Regions from separate parts of the Mus musculus genome. Here regions 2 and 3 are each linked to region 1. A link is a contact called in public HiChIP or PLAC-seq data. All regions are on one chromosome and are shown on one strand. Each heading gives the region's core, a stretch centred on a gene start, on an enhancer-like site or on the middle of the called end of the contact. The rest is flanking DNA. Distances are from core to core; before and after follow the strand shown.

Region 1 (4,260 bases), core at 1,087-3,586:
CACTGGTCCTGTCCTCTTCAGTGGCACCCTGCATCCCATATCCAGTAACTCAGAACTTCCGCAAACCCTCTAGATCTGATCATTTTCTTCAGGCTCCTTGGTGAGCCTCTAGATTGAGGCCTCTCTCCCGTGCTTCCTGTTTCCTGAGCCCTCCTTCACTTGCAGACCCTGAGCCTGGGTCATTTCCCATCTCTTCCTGACTCTCTTCCCCAATCAGTTTCATTTACTCATTTCACAACTCAAATGGACGTTCCTAAAGATCGGGCTGTCCCTCCACTGCACGCGGTCCACAGTTTGGAAGAGAGGACAGAGGGTAAGAGGGAGGAGACACAGAGAGAGATGGGGGAGAGCAGTAGCAGGAGGTCAGCACATGCGCAGTTCTAGAAAATTGTCTCTTAGAGCAGGAGCTGGAAACTATGTATCTTTAGAGTGGGTGGGGCAGGGAGGGGTGATCTTTAAATCCCAGCACCAGAGAAGCAGAGGCAGGTGATTCTTTGTGAGTTTGAAAGCAGTTTGGTCTCCCTAGTGAGTTTCAGCCTAGACAGAGTTACATAGTGAAACCTTAAAGTAATAATAGTAACAATAAATATCAATCAAGTGAAACATAGCTTTAGAAAATCCCTAGGCTGACTCATGAGTCTGGAGAGGAAGGAGTTAATTTTTCAAGTAGGCTATTTCTCATAAGGCTTTCCCAGGGTAGCTATCACTTGCCCCATCCCCACCTTTCATCTTGCTCTTTTAATTACACGGCATATTTTTTCCATTACAAAGGATCATATGGGACACTGTCTTTGTACAGATGGGTAAACTGAGGCACGGAGGAAGGAAAAAATATGCTTAATATCACATAGCAAATGATCAATAGGTCCAGCATCGAAAGCCAGGCATGTCACTTGGAAGAAAAGCAAGTTAGGACCAGGTCACAAAAGACCACACACCCCATGTATCTCTTGAGTCTAGGTCCTGGAGGATAGACAGCTCCATGAAGGGACTCAGCCATCCTCACCTGAGGCTGACAGCCCACTGACTCCACTGAGTAGTTGTCAACCTGTGGGCTGCGACCCCCTGGGGTTGGTGACTGCCCCCCCCGGGGGGCCACACATCATATAGTATTTATATTCCGAATCATAATATCAAAATTACAGTTATGAAGTAGCAACAATGTAATTTTATGGTGGAAGGCGGGTCGCCAGAAGGTGAGGGACTGAATTAAAGGGTTGTAGCATCAGCAAAGTCGAGAGCCTCTGCTTTAGAGCCTCCCATGAGGCACGGATGATATTCTAATAAATAGGAAGCCTTGATGCCCACGAGGGAGGAAACTGAGGCAAGAAGATCTATTGCCCACCTGTCCCTTATCTATGCAGGAGTGACAACAAATGACACAGGGTGTGGGCTGTCCCTCTGAAGGAGGAGGGAGAGATTATGGATGGGACCCCCTGCTATCACAGGAGTTGAACACAGAAGGATGGGAAGGGTTTCAGGCTGGATGATGGGAGTAGTGAAGACTGGACCGGGACACGGAGGGGAAAGGACCTGAGTGCCTGCCTGCCAGCCAGCGCAGCTGTGTGGCAGAGGGGGTGCTGTCAGTGGCCAGAGAGCCGACAATGGGGTGGAAGGTGACAAAAACAAGGAGCGACAGGAAAACGGCTTTTCAGAAACGTAAACTTTACAGCCACAGGAGTGAGGGTGGGCGGCAGCAGGGCAGAGATCACAGGGGAAGTAGCTCTGCACAGCACCCAGCCTGGCACGGAGGGGCCTCAGGAGGTGAGCGAGAAGGAGACGAAAAGGAGTCTCAGAGCTGCCTTTAGTTGGGTGGAACCAGACTAGTTGCTTCGCAGCCTGGGATGCTGCCACGGTTTGGTGTCTTTTTCCCACTGTAACTTTGTCTTCCTCTGGACAAAGCATAGCCACGCCTAGGCAGGCTCAGCTATCCCCATCAGCGCTTAGAAACCCTCGCTGACGCAATCCCTGGCTCGCAGCCAAAGGGACCCTCCATCTCATTCCCCTCATTCTTTCTCTCCTAGCCGGTGTTCTTACCGCTACCTCCGCGCCACCCACCCCACCCCCTGGTTGAACCAGAAACAGCCGCTCCTCGGAACTTTGCTATGCGCGCTCTCCATCCCGCACCCAGGGATCCCGCATTGCAGCGAGAGTGACAGGGACTTTCCAGGGGCTCCCAGGGGATCATGCTCCAGATGGGGCAGGGTGACGGCGAGGGTCTAGGCGTCATCCCCGCTCCCCGGAGGGCCGTATGGGTGGCTCACCTGATTTGCCCATGGCCTGCTGTGTGCGCTCCTCCGCTCCGCTGCGGCTGCGTTGCGCTGCGCTGGCTAGCGGGGTCCCAGCAGCTGGCCGGGGCCGGGAGGGGCAGGGGCGGCCACAGCCACTCCCCCGGCGCCGCCCGGCCCCGCCTTATAAGGCAAAGGCAGCTGCAGGCGGAGGCGCAGGGGGCCACCCCTAGAATTCATTTGGCCGGGTGGGATTCCGCCGCTGGCTAGGGCGGTCCAGATGTGGATACGAATGCTGATTCTGAGCGTGCCTTGTCTCCTAGAGCAGCAAGTGCGCGCGCAAGACCTAGGGGCGTCCACGCCTTCCCTGTAGTTCCCCACGGTTCCCGCGCGACCGACGCCTGGAGAAGGCCTGGTGAGGTACGGTTCCCTCCGGCGCCACCAGGGGTCGGTAACCTCCCAGACTCAGTCTTTGGCAACACCACCCCCTCCCAGATCCCCAAAGTTCTGCTTCCCCTTCCCAGTGACACCATGCTCCAATCGCAGCTTCTTAGGACCCTGTCCCGCTATGCATCCCCAGGTTGTAACTGAACACTTTCCGGCCCTCCAACTCCAACCGCCCCAGGGTGGTGCCGCTGCCCGACTTGGACCTATCCTCTTGAACCCCACTGCCTTTGAGACCAACCCAAATTCCCCACCTGAGTTTGGATCCAGCACCCCCACATGTTGGCGTCATCTAAACCGAGACCCCCTGGTTAATTCAAAACACATTTTTCTCACCATAAAAAGTTAATGATTCACAGATTACAAGGACACTTTGCCTCCCCCTCCCTGGATACATATATATTTAAAAGATACATTTATTTGGGCCAGACATGGTGGCTCATGCCTTTATTCTTAGCACTTGGGAAACAGAAGCACGCAGATCTCTGTGAGTTAAGATTGGCCTGGTCTAAACAGTGAGACTTTACCTTTGTGCCCTACATAGCCGAGAATGATTTTAAAGTTCTGATCTTCCTGCTTCTACCTCCCTAGTGCTGTGACCACAGACACCCCCAGCAGTACCTATTTCTATGAATTTAAATGTATTTTACTTTTAGGTTATTGTTTGTCAGATGGAGTCTCGGTGTACCTCCCATTGTAGGTCAGGTCTGTACCACCACACCTGGCCAGACCCTGCAGCACGGAGCTCAGATGTATCCAGTAGGTTAGCGCAGAGCTAAATGCACGCCCGCCCACGCCCACCCCCCAGCCATTCCCTCTCTCCATGGCCAGCAAATACACTTCCCACATCCTAGCACTTCCAAGCAGGAGTAGAGTGGATACTGGTACTCATCTGACTTAAACGAGCTTTTAGTGCTGGGTTGGGATTCTGACTCTGTTCAATTCTCTGTTCCATTTTGCCGACAAATTCCGATGGAAATAGTCAAATGACCCAGGAAAAGTCCCTGTCACACCTAGAATCTCTAGAAAGCTATTTCAGAGGAACCAGAACTGCAAGGCCCTAAGGAGACAGCTGAGCACAGAGGAACCGCCTACTGCGTGCAGAGGACAAGCATCAGGCATACGTACACCATGTACAGAAGTGTCACCAGAAGGTGAGTGAGCAGGCTGGAGATCTGGCTAGGCTAAATTCCTGCCTCTGGGCAGTACAGTTTATGGTTGGTGTGCCGTGTGCTCTGTCCACCGGTTTTGCCAGCTGCATGCAGGTAGTGTGCCAAATCGACTGAAGTGCCGTTAAAGCTGATTTCTACTAAGGGCAACTGGGAGGCTGGAGAGGAAGGTAATGCCTTAGCCAGCAAAGACCAGAGACAAGCCATAACAAAGATCAGACACCAAGAGGAGAGATTAACCCAATTTCTGTTTTGTTACCTAGCCTGGGCTCACGTCAAACTAGCCATGTAGCTGAGGATGGCCTGAACTCCTTATTCTCCCGACAACAGCTCCTAATCAGTTTCATCAATTTTTGTTGGGTTTGTCTCACTGAAGAACTTTGAACCGGACCCTAGTGAGCGGGGCTGTAGTGAGAGCC
Region 2 (4,260 bases), core at 525-3,024, 54 kb after region 1:
AAGATGACGACTGTGTGTTTTGGTGTGTGTGTGTGTTGCATGCCTTTAATGAATCTGTTGTTTAAGGCCAATCTGGTCTACATAGTGAGTTTCAGACCAGCCAGGGCTACATAGTGAAATCTTATCTCAAAAAGAAAGTTGGCAGAGAAGATTCTAGAATTGTCATTAAATAGGAGTAATTAAAGATATGGGGTCTGGGCTAGGGAAGTGGCTTCGTGATAGAGCATGATACCCTGGCCTCTACTCCTGGTACGACAAAAACAAACAACAAAGCATGAGAAAATAAGCCACCCAGAGAAAGGCCATTTAAGACGAGACAAGATCTCGGCTAGTCTGATACGACCAAGACCGTAGGCATACTCTTACACAGCTAAGGTATGGACGAGAAAAGAAAAGAACCAGGAACAAGGACATCAAACAGGAGTTTCTCCTAGGACAATGCTAAACAACAGAGCAGTGCACCCCAGCAAGTCTTACTATGGTAAGCCAGTACTGCAGGACCCAACAGGTTTCGCTCTTTTTGGAGCTCATCAGCTGCAGGTAACGGCCAGATCTGATATATACACCTCTGTGGAGGGTCACCATTCCTTAAGTTTCCCATCACACTCTGCTATTTACTCCAACAACTCTTGGCACTTCCTCAGTGTGAACTGATACATACTTTATATTTAGACTCTTACACTTTGTGTATGTGTAAGAGCAAGTGTGTACCCACTAGGGATCGAGCCAAGGGCTTCTAAGCCACATCTCCAACCTGTGTACTTTTATTAAAATAGCCAAAAGCTGTGTGAGGACAGCACAGCTGTCCAAAGCCTATGCTGTTAGCTGTCCCACCAGAACCACTGCAGCAGACTGACATTACACTACAGCTTAGGGGACCTCCAGCTGCCAGTGACATGGCTGGTTCTGCTTTTTCTGGTCCCTTAGACTGTTCCCCACCTCCCTTCTTTTATGCTTCTAACACAAAGTAACTCTAGAACCACGGTTAATTTGATGCAAACACATCTTTCAGCATACATTTACTGAATACTCGCTGCGGACCTGGCACAACCCCAGCAGGCATAAACAAACACATACTCAACACTGGCGTCCAGGGCAGAGTGAAGTGCACGCTAAAGGTGGTAAGAGTGGGTGAGGACTACATACACATTTCCTTTCTATACAAAAAACATTTCTGGGAACCGCAGGAAATAGATGGCTGTAGAAGATGACATGGGAAAGACTTGATTACATGCTATTCTCAACTGTGAACCACATGAATAATAAAAAAATACAGTTTTACACAAACCTGCACTTGTCACACGTAGCCATGTGCTGGCAGTGGTGCAGACAGCTGTAAGGTGGAACTCGCCTTAGGCTCTGTGGTCTAGGGCCTCTGTGCTGCCTTTATCTTAGCATTCTCACAGACCCAGTGGTCATCAGCAGAACAATCTAGTTATATTAGCATCCATCGCATGCATGCCTCACGACTTAGTGGCAACAGAGGGTGTTGGGTCCTGTAGGGTTAGAGTTACAGATGGTCGTGGGCAGCCATGTGGTGCTAGGAATTGAATCTAGGTCCTTTGTAAAAGCAGCAAGTGGTCTGAACCACCGAGCCTACTCTTCAGCTTCTTAAACCTTAAAAAAAAGGCCAATCTGAGAGATGAGATCTCACCCTGGGTTTTCTTTACTGTTTGTCGCCTTCTTTAAAGAAAACCGTCAAAGAACTACACTGAGGAAAGGAAGTAAGACACAGGAAACGACCGTTCTGTGTGTGGCCTGTCTGGAAAGCCCAGAGCAGCAGTGAGGAGAGGAAGAGGCAGACAGGAGCATGGAGGTCTGCGGGCAGCTGAAGCGCTCACTTCAGTGGCTTGAGCAGCAAATGGGAAGGCCACATTAGGATTTGTAAATTTGTGTGCTACCTTAATGTCCTGAACTAAAATTTAAACTCATAATTTTATCACCATCACCAGGTCTCTGGACATTTTGCTACCTTCACATCCCTCACAGAATTTATCAATGTCTCCTCTGACAGTCAAGGAAAAAATAACAATAATCTGAAATTCTAAAAATTACCAAACTGGTATCCAAAAGAAAAGGTTCACAGATAAGTTGTTGACAAAGATGGTTTGAAAGACCACTATAGGTTATGTCTCATATCTCACAGAAAACAGTTTCTCAGTTTGCTGAGTTTTAATCAGGTTAGTCACAGAGCGGCCTCCCAGTCCCAGCACATTTTTAGTTTACATAAAAGTAATAGGTTTCACCGCGACAGTGTCACACATGCACGTGCACACACACGGATCATTATATTTTGTTCTCACTTGCCCCCTACTCTCTCACTTAATCCCACTCTCCTCTCCAACCATCTTAATGATGCATTATTTCCTGAAATCCTTTTGGATACAAAATTCTAGATTAACAGCTATTTTCTTTAAGAACCATGTAAATAATGTCTTCTGCCTTCTTTTGTTACTTCTGAGAAATCAGCTATTGGTCATTTTTGAAAGAAAGTTTTTTTTAAAATTCTTTTTAATGTAAGTGATGAGGTTGATGACAATGATGCTATAATATGTAGATACAATCTCTTTGGTTGTTTTTTGTTTTGTTTTTTCGAGACAGGGTTTCTCTGTGTAGTCCTGGCTGTCCTGGAACTCACTCTGTAGACCAGGCTGGCCTCGAATTCAGAAATCCGCCTGCCTCTGCCTCCCGAGTGCTGGGATTAAAGGCGTGTGCCACCACCGCCCGGCTGTAGATACAATCTCTTGCAGCCTGGGCTGACTTGAACTCACTTGAGTATGAACCTGAACATAATCCTCCTGAGTCTATCTGGACTCACAGGACAGAAACACTACCCCAGCTTCCGCTATGTTTTTATTTCTTCAATTAAATTTTTATTTTATGAAATTCTTTCCAACTATACTTGCTCTGTGTATTTTCAGGATCTTGTTTCTTACCCATATTAAATATCTTATGGTCTGCATGTGAGAGTCTCTATAGCGCAGGCGCCTGGGCCTATGCTGTTCACTACTGTTCCTACATGTGAATCTCTATAGCAGGCACCTGAGGTTTATTCTGTTCCCCACTGTTCCTGCTGGCTCTTGTCTCATGGCCTTGTTCTCTAGTAAGGTTTGTGATTTTTTTTTAACTGTGAGTTGCTTACTTTCCTTAGAATTTTATCTGTGGGAGCTTTAAGTCTGGAATAAAATTCCCTTCTTCCAGAGAGAATCTGTGTTATTTGTCTTCGGCATCTAAGAAAGGACTACCATTTTAAAATGATTTTAGATACAGTCTCAGCTTGGGATTTTCTAAGCACCTACTTCGTGTGAGTGACTTAACTAGTAACACCAGTTTTCAAGAGGGACGTTAGGTTTGAGAGGCAGCGTGTTCCTCTACAAAAGGAGACGGTCACAGTTTTGTCCCCCGTATTTCAAGTGCAGCCTCTTTGAGGAAAGATCACAATTGGGTTTTCCATCTTCTGTTGGAACCAAAAATCTCTTCCTTGACCTCCAAGTATGAGAGTCTATATAGCTATGAAACCTGGCTCAGTAAATTCAATGTCCTCAAAGCTTACACCTTCTGCGTGTTCAGTCCCTGCTGAATTTTTGGCTTGTGTATTCCATTGCTTCTTTCCAGCAGATCAAGCTAGCATTTTAAACTGTTTATATCTATAACACAGAACAAGGTAGTAAGTGTGTCCTAATGCCAGAAGATGAGGTCCTATATAATACTTTCAAGCACAGGACAATAGTAAAAGTATGTCAGGTCAGTAGGTGTCTTAGTTAGGGCTTCCATTGATGTGAAGAGACCAAGGTACTCTTATTTAAATAAGCTTCCTAGGAAATCCCCTTAAAGGAGCCAGGGCCAGTTTTTCACTAAAGATAATAAGCTCTTCTGAATGTAATCGCTCAGTCTCTGAATCTCTACTCAAATAACGTAAGATCTGTCCTTCAGGGTAAATACAACACTGAAACCACACACTTAAAGGAATGGCCACCTTAAGGCAAAGAAAAAAGATATTAAATGCCCAGTTTGTAAGACTTTGATGTGAACAGAGAACCAGCAAGCTAAACAGACTGTATTATACCAAATCTATCCAATTCACTTTAGAGGTGCTCACAGACAGTCCTATCTCTAGGCTAGACTTCACTTGTCATTTGCTTTGGGTCTGTAATGCAAAACCAGTTTCCTGAATTAAAGTAATCCTGACTCTCATTATTTCTAAATAATATGTGAGAAATCAAACTGAGTTTTGAATTATGTTGAGTTATTTGAGCTCTT
Region 3 (4,260 bases), core at 488-2,987, 47 kb before region 1:
CCTAAGAAGGAAGACCAAAATGTGGATGCTTCAGTGCTTTTTAGAAGGGTGAACAAAATACTCACAGGAGGAAATATGGAGACAAAGTGTGGAGCAGAGACTGAAAGAAAGGGCATCCAGAGACTGCCCCACCTGGGGACCCATCTCATATACAGCCACCAAACCCGGACTTTATTGTGGATGCTGGGAAGTGCTTGCGGATGGAAGCCTGATATGGCTGTCTCCTGAGAGGTTCTGCTAGTGCTTGACAAAGACAGAGGCAGAAACTCAAAGCCAACCATTGGACTGAGCTCGGGGTCCCGGATGGAGGAGTTGGAGAAAGGACTGAAGAAGCTGAGGGGTTTTGCAGCCTCATGGAGGGAGCAACAGTGTCAACAGGCCAGACCCCACTGGAGCTCCCGGGGACTGAACCACCAACCAATGAATACACATGGAGCAACCCATGGTGCTGGCCACCTATGTGGCAGAAGATGGCCTTGTTGGACATCAGTGGGAGGAGAGGCCCTTGGGCCCAAGGGTGTTCGATGTCCAAGTGTAGGGAAATGCCAGGGCGGAGGACCTTCATAGAGGCAGGGAAGAGGGGGTGGGGAGGTCTGAAGGGGAGACCTGGAAAGGGGGAAACATTTGAAATGTAAATAAAGAAAATATCCAATCCAAAAACAAAAAGATTGGAAACCTCTCAAGAGAGAGAAAGAAAAAGAGAGAGAAAGAAAGAGAGAGGGAGGGAGGGAGAAAAGGAAGGAAGGAAGGAAGGAAGAGAAAATAAATGGCCCCATAGGCTCCTAGGGACTGGGCCTATTAAGAGGTGTAACGCCTTGTTGGAGTAAGTGTGGCATTTTCAGAGGAAGTGATTAACTGAGGGGGCAGGCTTTGAAGTCTCAGAAGCTCAAGCCAGGCTTAGTGGCTCATTGTCTCTTCCTGCTGCCTTTGCATCCAGATGTAGAACACTCAGCCAGCTCTCCAGCACCATGCCTGCCTGTGTGCCGCCATGCTTCTCACTATGATGATAATGGACTAAACCTCTGAACTGTAAGGCAGCCCCAATTAAACATTTTTTTTTTAATAAGAATTGCCCTGGCCATGGTGTCTCTTCACAGCAATAGAAAGCCCGACTAACACAGGCATCAAGGGTGTTTCCAATTTCTGGCTTGTAATAATTATCTTTTTAAATTTACTTAATATTTATACCCATAAAAACACTGGAGGCAGGAGCTGTGGTAAAACCCCACTAGCTCAGCAAGGTAACTTTACTTTCTTAACTACAAAAGATCTATTTACAAGCCTGATTCTACAATAAACTGCTAGCTCCTTAGAAATCTTTCTAGCTGTGTCATTGTACTGAGCTAATCTACCTTTCTCTTGAGCTCCTCCAAACCCAAGAGGGCTCCTTAGTTCTTTCCTAGAATCCTGTTTCTCCTATGTCCTGCCCACTGGTTCTCTGAGGTTCCTGCTAGCCCAAAGAACAAATCCCTACCTTACCTGGATCTCCTTCTATGAAGCCAAGCCAAAAAGAGAGAGAGCCCAAAAGTCCAAGTGAGCAGAGCTCTCTCAAAGGTCCATTGCTATAAAAGAAGTCTCTAGCTCCTCCTTACACCCTGGCCAGGCTGAGCAGAGTCACGGACATGGTGGTGGTGGTGACTCCAAGCCAAGTCAGTGGGGGCCAAACCATTTCACCTGTACAGTGGAACAGCTCAAGGCCATCCAGCTGACTTTGCTTCAGGTCATAGAGCAAAGACCACAGACCTCCTCCAAGCAATGTGCCTTGAAATGGGCGGGAACTTTCAATTCTTTAGCATTCTTATCTATCTAGGCCTGTAGAGGCACACCCAAACTGCATCTCTTCCAGACACAACTGCCTCTCACAGACACTGTATCTTTGTGGGCTTTCCTGTTTTGCCAACACACAGGATGTCAATGTACAATCACCAACTACCCAGTGATACCGGCTATCATGAGTAGGACAGCAATGAACACGGCTGAGCAAGTGCCTCTGTGGGTTAGTGGTCCTCAACTTTGCTAATTCTGCGACTCTTTAATACAGTTCCTCACGCTGTGGTACACCCAACCGTAAAGTTCTTTTCATTGCCACTTCGTAGATGTAATTTTGATCCTGTTATGAATTGTAATATAAATATTTGCATTTTCTGATGATCTTAGGCAACTCCTGTAAAAGGGTCATTCAACAACCTCAAGAGGGTTGCGACCCACAGGCATTATAGTTGGGTGCCTCCCAACTACCTTGTCTAACTTAAATTAGCCTGTTTATTCTATCTACATCTGTCACGTGGCCATTACCTCTCACTCGGACCCAGCACGTAATCCTTCCAACTCTGCAACACACAGATCCTCCCGCACATGAGTCTTCCCACAGTCCCTTTCTCTCTACCAGGAAGTCCTGCCTTCTACTTCCTGCCCAGCTATTGGCTCTCAGATCTTTATTAAAGCCAATCAGAGACTGCTTTAGGCAAGTGAAAGAGGACAGAAACACACCTTCACACAGTATACAAAAAAATTCCAACGCTCACCATCAGTAGGTGAGAGTTTCCCTTACCCAATATCCTCACCGCTGTGAGCTGTCATTTGCTTTATTGATCTTGGCTATTCTTACTGGTGTGAGATGAAATCTCAAAGTAGTTTTGATTTGCATTTCCCAGATGACTAAGAATGTTGAATATTTAATTCTAAAGAAATTAAAGATGCTATTTATGTTTCATCTTTTGGAGACTGTATTTATTCTGTGCCCCGTTTTTAATTGGGTTATTTGTTGTCTTGATTTTCAGGAAGAGGTTGTTGTGTTTGGGGGTAGAAATTGGTTTAATTCTTTACATATTTTGGTTTTAGCCCTCTGTCAGATGCGTAACTGGTAAAGATCTTTTTTCATTCTGTGCCTAATTCTTTGTCCAAATGACAGTGTCCTCTGCCTTACAGAAGCTTTCCGTTTCATAAGGTTCCATTCATCAATTGTTGATCTCAACGCCTGTGTTAATGGTGTTCCTGCTCAGGAAGTCTTTTCCTGTGCCAGTGAGTTCAATAGAGTTTCCCATTTTGTCTTCTATCAAGTTCAGGGTATCTGGCCTTGTGTTGAGATCCTTGATGATAGACATGACACAAATCACTTTGCATTCTTCTACATGCAGACATCCAGTTTAACCAGCACCTTTTGTTGAAGATGCTGTCTTTTTTCCAGTGAGTATTTCTGGGTCTGTTAAAAATCAGGTGTTCAATGGGTCTGTACCTTTGGGTCTGGGTCTTTAGTTTGATTCCACTGTTCATCATGCTTGGTTTTGTGCCCACACCGCTTTGTTTGTACTACCATAGTGCTGTAGTCCAACGTGAGACTGAGGATGCTGCGGCCTCCAGCAGTTCTTCCATCATCCAAGATTATATTAACCATCCTGTGTATTTTTGTGTTCCCATATGAAGCTGAAAATCATCCTGTGAAAAGTTGTCTGTGAAGAATTGTGTTGGACTATTGGTGAGAATTGCATTAAATCTGTAGGTTGCTTTTGATAGGATGACCATTTTCACTATATTAATCCTACCAATCCATGACATGGGACATCTTTCTATCTTCTGATATCCTTTTCAATTCCTTTTTTCAATGTCTTAAAGTTTTTGTTACACAAGTCTTTCATTTGCTTGGTTAGAGTTGCCCTAAAATATATATATTTTTTAATTATTGAGAAAGATTCTGTTTCCCTGGTCTCTTTCTCAGTCCATTTGACTTTTGTATATAGGAAAGATATTGGGTTTTGCATGTAAATTTTGTATTCTGCTACTTTGCTGAAAGTGTTCTTCAGCTGTAGACATTTCGTAGTAGAATTTTTAGGTACAATTCAAAGATACTTTGGCTTCTTCCTTTCCTAATTGTATCCCCTGATCTCTTTCAGTTGTCTTATTGTTTTAGCTGTAAATACTTCAAGTACTATATTAAATAGGTATGGCGAGAACAGATGACCTTGTCTTGTTCCTAATTTTAGGAGAAATGCTTTGAGTCTATTTCAACTTAAGTTAATGCTGGCTACAGGCTTGCTGTAAATCACCTCTATTATGTTAAGGTATGTCTCTTTGATCCCTAATCTCGAGAACTTTTATCGTGGAAAGATATTGGATTTTGTCATAGGCCTTCCCTGCAATGAGGTTTTTTTCTTTAGTCTGTTTATATGGTGGGTTTTATTTATTTTGTACAAATGTTGAATAATCCCTTCACCTCTTGCATGAAGCCTACTTGATCATGGTGGATGAAATTTTTGATGTGTT

Evidence for each region. HiChIP or PLAC-seq counts read pairs in DNA pulled down with a chosen protein or histone mark.
Region 2: a contact with region 1 is called in an H3K27ac HiChIP or PLAC-seq map of the HPC-7 cell line, with 10 times the contacts expected there. The contact joins the enhancer-like site here to the promoter of Glipr2 in region 1. A contact is called at or near these places in 2 of 15 datasets of contacts at CTCF or cohesin (CD8 T cells and the NIH/3T3 cell line), 16 of 484 Hi-C or Micro-C datasets (CD4 T cells, CD8 T cells, the HL-1 cell line and 11 more), 12 of 115 datasets of contacts at active chromatin or transcription factors (CD8 T cells, DN3 thymocytes, the HPC-7 cell line and 7 more) and 3 of 9 other capture datasets (adipose tissue, liver and pancreatic islet).
Region 3: an H3K4me3 HiChIP or PLAC-seq map of embryonic stem cells shows a contact between it and region 1, with 5 times the contacts expected there. The contact joins the promoter of Clta here to the promoter of Glipr2 in region 1. A contact is called at or near these places in 2 of 39 promoter capture datasets (cranial neural crest and hematopoietic stem and progenitor cells), 1 of 15 datasets of contacts at CTCF or cohesin (embryonic stem cells), 12 of 484 Hi-C or Micro-C datasets (B cells, CD4 T cells, CD8 T cells and 7 more), 13 of 115 datasets of contacts at active chromatin or transcription factors (the 230-238 cell line, CD8 T cells, the SCID.adh cell line and 6 more) and 3 of 9 other capture datasets (adipose tissue, liver and pancreatic islet).

Annotation. Positions count from the first base shown.
Region 1 is chr4:43,955,778-43,960,037 of GRCm38.p6, reverse strand. It overlaps Glipr2 (GLI pathogenesis-related 2), which reads right to left and starts at 2,336. Exons shown (of 5, transcript NM_027450.3): 1 at 2,265-2,336. The coding sequence starts at 2,277. It overlaps Gm30377 (a long non-coding RNA gene), which reads left to right. Exons shown (of 4, transcript XR_881223.2): 2 at 2,552-2,648; 3 at 3,655-3,826; 4 at 4,105-4,260.
Region 2 is chr4:43,901,370-43,905,629 of GRCm38.p6, reverse strand. All of the region lies in intron 6 of Reck (reversion-inducing-cysteine-rich protein with kazal motifs), which reads right to left. Among named protein-coding and RNA genes, the nearest start is that of Reck, 28 kb to the right of the region's middle. Within about 2 kb of position 1,774, at least 51 of the 459 cell types and tissues checked have an H3K27ac peak or open chromatin away from gene starts, as enhancers often do. A contact at or near this core is called in CD8 T cells, the HPC-7 cell line, Th1 cells and 5 more, where this site is marked.
Region 3 is chr4:44,001,920-44,006,179 of GRCm38.p6, reverse strand. It overlaps Clta (clathrin, light polypeptide (Lca)), which reads right to left and starts at 1,737. Exons shown (of 6, transcript NM_001080384.3): 1 at 1,480-1,737.